2 separate regions of the Mus musculus genome follow, and region 2 is linked to region 1. Evidence: chromatin contacts called from public promoter capture Hi-C data. All regions are on one chromosome and are shown on one strand. Each heading gives the region's core, a stretch centred on a gene start, on an enhancer-like site or on the middle of the called end of the contact. The rest is flanking DNA. Distances are from core to core; before and after follow the strand shown.

Evidence for each region. Promoter capture Hi-C pulls out the DNA fragments that hold promoters and counts their contacts.
Region 2: a contact with region 1 is called in a promoter capture Hi-C map of liver, with 2.9 times the contacts expected there. The contact joins the promoter of Osbp2 here to the promoter of Pold2 in region 1. A contact is called at or near these places in 2 of 39 promoter capture datasets (both in liver).

Annotation. Positions count from the first base shown.
Region 1 is chr11:5,876,445-5,880,244 of GRCm38.p6, reverse strand. Pold2 (polymerase (DNA directed), delta 2, regulatory subunit) reads left to right here and starts at 1,989. Exons shown (of 11, transcript NM_008894.2): 1 at 1,989-2,053; 2 at 3,256-3,532. The coding sequence starts at 3,313.
Region 2 is chr11:3,862,192-3,865,991 of GRCm38.p6, reverse strand. Osbp2 (oxysterol binding protein 2) reads left to right here and starts at 2,089. Exons shown (of 14, transcript NM_152818.3): 1 at 2,089-2,759. The coding sequence starts at 2,125.

The sequences.
Region 1 (3,800 bases), core at 740-3,239:
GAGACACGGATCGGAGGGTTAAAAACAAAGCAAACACACTTGCTGCTCCTGCAGAGGCCTGGGTGCCAGAACACATGACCGCTCACAATGGCCTGTAGCTCTGCTTCCAGGGGATCTGGTGCCCTCTTCTGGCTGCTGATGACACTGCATGCACATGGTGTGCAGATGTGCACGCAGGCAAACACTTATATACATTAAAAAAAAAAGGAGAAAAAATATCTAAAGAACAGAAAAAAAAATACTAAAGCGAACAGATCTTTCCAGGTGTGTGAGCATCATCAAGGTGACCAGCACACCTGTCCTTCCTTGATGTTCCTGTAAGGTGAAATAAACCTTGTTCCCCAAGTCGCCATTAGCCATGTTTATCACAGCAATAGAAACCTGACTAGAACACCTGTAATCCTAGCACTCTGGAGGCAGACATCAGCCCTCGGAGATTAGCTGGAACACATAGCAAGATACCTGGCTCAAAACACAAAGTGGACGTAGGGCCAGGCAGGGATGTAGTTCAGAAGGCAGAGTGTTTGCTTAGCCTGCATGAAGCCCCGGGGCTCACTCTCCAGCACTGCATAAAACTCAGGGTAGTGGCACGTGCCTGTAACCCCAGCACTCCAGAGGTGTAGACAGAAAGATCAGGAGTTTAAGGCCCTGTTGCTACACCATGGAATATATTAGACCCGTCTCAAGGAAAAAGTAGAAATAAAGATATTCTGGGATAAAATTTGATGAGTCCATTTCCTTAGACATTTACTGTAAGGAATCCTAAGGAGAGTCCTGCAGACCAAAGGGAACAGCAACCAAAGAGTAAATGGAGAGCTCCAGTCAAGGGGCTGCACAACAACGAGCTCTGTGTCATTGTAACTTTGGATTTTAATTCTACAAAGTGGTTTCAAATCCATCAAATGGGGTTTGTTCCTGGAACACAAGAACGTTGCAACATAATCAAATATGCAACAGGCTACTTGAGACAGTAGGCAAAAATCCGCACTCAGCCCAGCTTACAAAGGAAAAAATACTCAACAAACTGAAACATTAAAAACAAATGATTTAGCCGGGGGTGGGGGTGCACGCCTTTAATCCCAGCACTTGGGAGGCAGAGGCAGAGGCAGGTGGATTTCTGAGTCCGAGGCCAGTCTGGTCTACAAAGTGAGTTCCAGGACAGCCAGGGCTATACAGAGAAACCCTGTCTCGGGGGGAAAAAAATGATTTAATTCATTATTAAAACAGGAACGAGGGAAACCTTGTCTCAAAAAGCAAAAACAAACAAAAACAGAAACAAGGGGCTGGAGAAAGCTCGGTTGAGAGCTCTTTCAGAATGGCTCACAACCATTTGTAATTCCAGTTCCAGGTGACACGGACGCTCTCTTCTCGCCTCCGAGGAGACTGACCTCACATGCGTGCAGGCAAAACACACCCACACACAAAACAAAACAAAATAAATTCAAAATAAAACAAAAAAACTTAGTAAGCCAGAAGAAACCTACCTTAAGTAATAAGTTTCAGACTGAGTAATTAGGCAATTTTAAAAAGGAGCAATGTTACCACTGAAGTCTGATGCACTTGCAGTCAGGGTGTCTTAGTGTGAATTCTAGCTTTTCTCACTAGCTGGGTCATTTTGCCTGTTTCCCTGCCTGTGAGATGGGAGAAATTGTTCATGCTTCCAAGGGAATCTGAGAAGTCAGGGTGAGAATCACAGCGCAGGATAGAGTGGGAGGGAAGCTTCAGCCACACAGGAGCCACCAGACCCCCAGCGCTCGGGGAGAGCAGCATGAGCCAGGCGCCCAGCCTCACTACGGCCCACGCTACCCAAGGAGTTCACCCGATGAGGCCCAGCCGCAAACACCGCATGCGCACAGGAAACCCAGTGCTAAGTGATGGGTTGTCCCGGGAACCGGAGGCGTGACTCCGCGTTTCCTCGGTCCAGAGGCGGGGCGCACGGGGATTGGCTGGATGAAGCGTGCAGCGATGGGCGGGATGGGGCGGGAGGCGATTGGCTGGATGCGCCGATGGGCGGGACGGGCGCGCAGAGATTGGCGGGATGCGGCGTGGCGCGGTGAGTGTGCTGCTGAGCGGGGTTAACGTGGGTCCTGGGTCAGACTTGGCGGTACCTGGACAGCGGGCCGGGGTCTTGAGGGTGCTTCGAACTGTAACATGGGCCCGAGCTGGGCGTGTCTGCTTCGGGGCAGGTCTCCCGTCGGGTCCGGCCTGGAGCACCGTGTGGGCCGCTGCCACCACCGTGCGTTTTTGGCTTACATCCAGTTTACATGTGCCCATTTGGCAAATTCATAGGGTCCGCTCCCTAAGCCAGAGCTGCGCATTAAAGAAAGCCGAACCAGCTAGGGGAATTTGAACTTTGTAATAGCTGTACCAAAAAAAAAAAAAAAAAAGTAAAATGAAAAAGAAAGCTGTGTTCAAAACTTCCGTTACTACATCCAGCCTGTTGTCGTCTCAACTACGCATGAAGAATATGTTGAGATACTTTATACTAAAGTCCGCTGTGCATCCATCCCCAAGCACATCTTAGTGGGAAGGGGTGCAATACAAGAAAACAAACCTCTGCGCTGCCGGAGCTTAGGCAACAGTTGGAGGAGGCAAAGTAAATGCTTGAGAGATGATAATGATGCAGACAGTTGAAGTAGCAATGCAGTCAATTAGATATGGGAAGGTGAGTTTTAAGGAAAGACTTGAAAGGGAAGAGCCAGTAAGCCTTGGGGAAAAGGAGAGGACCCAGCAGGAGTAGAGAGGCCTCTACTTGGAGCCCCTGCTGTGGAAGGGACACTTGGAAGGAGAAACAGATAGGAGGGGGGAGCTGTTCTTAGAGGCCCAGAGCTGATCTTACAGGTCGTGGTAAGAACTTGGGGTTTTATTTACTGAAAAGCAACCTTTGGGGGGTTTTGAGCAAAACAGGGGCAGCTTTATGCTTTATTTTTTATCACTAATTATATTATGACAGGCTTCTTCAGTGATGCCTGATAGCATCCCTAGAGGTAGCAGAGGTCCCAGGGAGCTGGGCAGAAGCAGATCAATAATTCCATTTGAGGGTATGCAGAATTTGAGACCCTGGTGATTGGGTAGAAATGTGGAGAGGAGGAGGTGATGAACAAGGTTTGGAACGAGCTCCAGGTTGTATCTGACTAGGTTATAGGATGACACCTCCGGACACATGTGTGCACATTGTGGACAGCGTGGTTGGGACACTAGGGGAGCTTTGGGTACAAGAAGGGATTGCAGGAATGCCTTTGTGTGTCTCTGCAGTGATAACTCCTCGGCCTGGACACAGCTGCTTGGACCAAACAAGCCAGGAGTGCCGCCATGTTCTCCGAGCAGGCAGCACAGAGGGCCCACACTCTGCTCGCCCCGCCCTCTGCCAGCAATGCCACCTTTGCCCGGGTACCTGTGGCAACTTACACCAACTCCTCACAGCCCTTCCGACTGGGAGAGCGCAGCTTTAACCGGCAGTACGCCCATATTTATGCCACCCGCCTCATCCAGATGAGACCGTTCCTGGTGAGCCGGGCGCAGCAACACTGGGGTAAGTTTGGGGTACGCTGCTCCCAGCAGCCCAGCAGCTAGAACTAGGACCTTATCTAACCTGGAATACTTTCCAGCTACCATGGAATGGCCCCTTCAGCTCCCTGCTTCTTCTTAAAAGTGAGGATTAAATTAACCTGTGTGGTTAAAGTTGGGTTTGGCCCAGAGTCTGGTCAGAGGTAAGGGCTAGGTTCTGGCAGTGATGGCTACTGTTCCATCCATGGAGGAAATGGTCTTCCTATCCTTATTGTCTTCAGTGTGAATTGGTC
Region 2 (3,800 bases), core at 840-3,339, 2.0 Mb after region 1:
GCTGACCTATCTACTTCTAAGGAACTTGCTTGGCCAGGGACGGGCCTCCCTTTTTCTTTATAAAGCGTGTTTGCTGACATTAAAATTGAACCTTGAGCCGAGCCTTGTCTTGGTTCCGTCCTTATCTCGCGCAGCCTAGCCCCTCTTCTCTTCCAGGTTTCCAAAGTGCCTTTCCAGGCTAGAACCCAGACCTGTGATCTGCTAGCCGGACACAACATATAAGGTCATGTTTAAATTGACTCCTGAGTTCTTTGGATAAAACATGTTAACACAGTAGTCCTGAATGACTCTTTGCTTCTGACTATGACAAGATCTTCCAGATAAGTTCATCTATTCTTTCCTCCTTTTATTTATTTATTTTTTAAATGTGCATGGCTGTTTTGCCTTCCCATAGATGCCCATACACCACATTTGTGCCTGTAGAGGCCATAAAAGGGCATTGGCTCCCTGGGACTGGAGTTGTAGATGGTGTGAGCTGCAGTGTGAGTTCTGGGACCTGAATCCCAGGTCCTTAGCAAGACTGGCCATCGCTCCTGCTCCGGGTGGCTCTGTCTATCTTGTGCATTTCCTGCTCCAGACTTGGAGTTGACATTTCTTTGGGAAAGATCAGAGATTTTAAAGTTTTTCTTTTTTTTTGTCCAGAATATTAAGAGTGAAAGCTCTGGGCCAGGTATAATGGCTCACGTCTGTAATCCCAGAACTCTGGTTCTAAGAAACAAACATTTCCAGATGGAGACCAGCCTGGACTACATATAAAGACTCTGTTTCAACACACTTTATTTTAAAAGATTTATTTATTTTATCTTATGTTTATGAGTATACTGTAGCTATACAGATGATTGTGAGCCTTCATGTGGTTTCTGTTCTGGGAATTGAATTCAGGACCTCTGTTCACTCAGGCACAAAGATTTATTTATTGTTATATGTAAGTACACTCTAGCTGTCTTCAGACACACCAGAGGAGGGCATCAGATCTCACTACAGATGGTTGTGAGCCACCATATGGTTGCTGGGAATTGAACTCAGGACCTTTGGAAGAGCAGTCAGTGCTCTTACCCACTGAGCCATCTCACCTCCTTCCCCCCCCCCCCCACTTTAAAAATGAAAATAAATTTCCCTTGTTTCTAGAAGCTTTGGTTTCTCTAGGATAAAGGGCATTCCTTGTGGTGGGGTGTGGGGCAGCTGTTCTGTGTCCTGCCCTCCTCTTGACAAAACACTGAGCTATTAGCTATTTGCCAGACAAGCTGTTCTCCCTGGTTTGGGTCTTTGTACACAGCGGTTTCTCCTTGAAGGTCTTTCTTGTTTCTCTAACTCTGTAGACCTTGTCTCTTCTGTGACTCTTGCCCAAATTTGGTAGAACTAATGACAGGCCTGTCATCTTAGGTAGCTTGGCAATTTGTTTCAGGAGTCGAAACATCTCGTTAAGAATTTATTAGTTAGCTTCCTTCCCTGAGGGCTGCACACACATCTGACACGTGCATGCACAGTGGCTGCTTCCCAAGCTTGTCAACCTTGCTCTCATCTCCTGCTCTGGTCGCTGACAAAATGTACCACAGAACTCTCTAGTTAATAACTCAATGATGCTCTCGGAGCATCTACTCTGCCAAATGTGCCTCATATGCACCATCTTATTACAGCCTTTGAAGGAGGTATTATCTTCATTGTATAGATGAGCCAACAGAAGTTTGTGGAGTGGCTACAGTTCCCACAACTAGGGAGAGGGCCTAGGCTGGATTTCCTCAGGTCGGACTCCCAGGGTTTGAGATTTGCTGTCCACGACCCACCCATTGCTCAGAGTTGCGTGGCGAGCGCACCGCGTGGCTTTCATTCACCATTGTTCTCCCAGCGCCTGGCACAGGAGGGACAGCAGCCTGAAGCGTGAAGTGCCTTCCACGTCGTCTGCCTAACTCTTGGCCCACGGGGTTCCTTCCACCTTAGCCAGAGCGGCGGAGGGACCCACGCGCACCCGATCTCTGTCGCTCACGTGAGGGCTCCACCCATCCCGTCCACTCCTCCACCAACCCCGCCCGGCTCCGCCCCGCCACTCCCTCCGAACAGGCCCCACCCACTCCCGCCCCGCCCCGCCCCCACTCCGCGCTCCGCCGAGCTCGGGTCCACAGCTCTATGGGGAAAGCGGCCGCTCTGAGCCGAGGCGGCGGCTGCGCTGGCCGCTCCCGCGGGCTCTCGTCGCTGTTCACGGTTGTGCCCTGCTTGTCCTGCCACACGGCGGCGCCGGGCATGAACTCATCCGCGTTCGGCTCAGGACCAGCGTCAAAGCCTCAGCTCCAGCCTGTGCAGGCACCAGAGCGGGAGTTGCTGTCGAAACAGGTGTGCCAGCCAATTTCTGAGCCGGCGTCGAGATCCGAACCTGGGTCCCAGACGACGTCTGTGCCAAGGCCTTCAGGGGTTGGGCAGGAATCGGAACTACAGGGCTTGTGGCCGGGGTCAGAGAACGGCACAAGGTCTGTGTCCATCATCAAAGCTTCGCCAGAGCTGGCAATGCCGTCCCCGCTGCAGTCAACAGTAGGGAGTTTGCCCGTCACCAAACCCGAGTCCAAGCTGGTGCCAAAGACCCAGTCTTTTCTGCGACAAGGACAGGCGAAGATTTCTGTCGGGACTCCGGTGTCAGGGATTGGTGTCCAAATGGTCTCACCACCTCTGGACAGCTACAAGGGTTGGCTCCTCAAGTGGACTAACTACCTGAAGGGCTACCAGCGCCGTTGGTTCGTGCTCGGCAATGGCCTGCTGTCCTACTACAGGTACGGAAGTACCGAGGTAGGACATCTGTGGTTGGAGGGTGGTGGTGGCCGGCCTCGACTGTGGGGTGGGTGTCACCATAACCCTTCTGAGATGTTTGCATGAACTTCTGTAGAAGTAATGCCTGTCAACTGCCAAGGGAAGACGTGACCTGTGGACATGGCCTCTGGCAAGCTTGAGTTTAAAAGGATGAGTGGGGAGATGGGTGGAGTAGGTCTTTTGTTCCCCTCCTGTTTTTGGTGGTCATGGAACCAGGGGCTGCGTCTGGTTCACTGTGTTCATGGAGGGAGGCAGCTAGTGAACCCCTCTCTTGGGAAGGACTGTGGGTCCCACCTCCCGTGGTTACTTCATTTGTTTCCTACCTTTGCTGACACCTGCTGGTGGCCAGGCCTTGGGCTGGGACTCGCTGACCCACAGATAGAGCAGACATAGTGTGTACCCCCTGGGACCCCAAGTTGACATTTTGCAGCAGATAATGCTTTCCTGTTCCCTTGCTTATTCCAGAAGTAGCTTGGGTTTCGGAGCTGCAGTAGAGACAGAGCTGGCACGACCTCCTGCTAAAGCTGGACTTCCTTCCCTTTCTCACTAGCTGTTTCCTGGGATTGCAAGCTTTGAGATCTCAGGCCGCTCTAGATGAGAGCTTCTCAAACTAAGTGGGGTTGCTGCAGCAGTGTCTAGGTCTCCCGCTGAATCCCTCCTGAGATAGGCCTGAGGAAAGCACCCGAGGGATGGCTTTTCTAAAAGTTTCCGTGTGAGGACTGTGAGGCTGGTTCAGAGTCAACTCTTCAAGAAGGCCTTCTTCACTGTTAGACAGATTTTCCCACCATGTTGTTGGCCAAAGCTTGGGTTTCCTCCGCTAATAGTACTTCAGGTTCTGCTGAGCCCTTTGGAGACAAGGCGCCTGGTGCAGAGGCTTGCTAAGTGTGGTATGGCTGAGAATATTCGTGCTCCACTGGTTAAATGTGACCCTTGCACCAAGTTGAGAGTCAGGGGCCTTGTTCCCTTTCAGGTGGAGGAGAAGCCAAAATGAGTCTGAGTTGCCC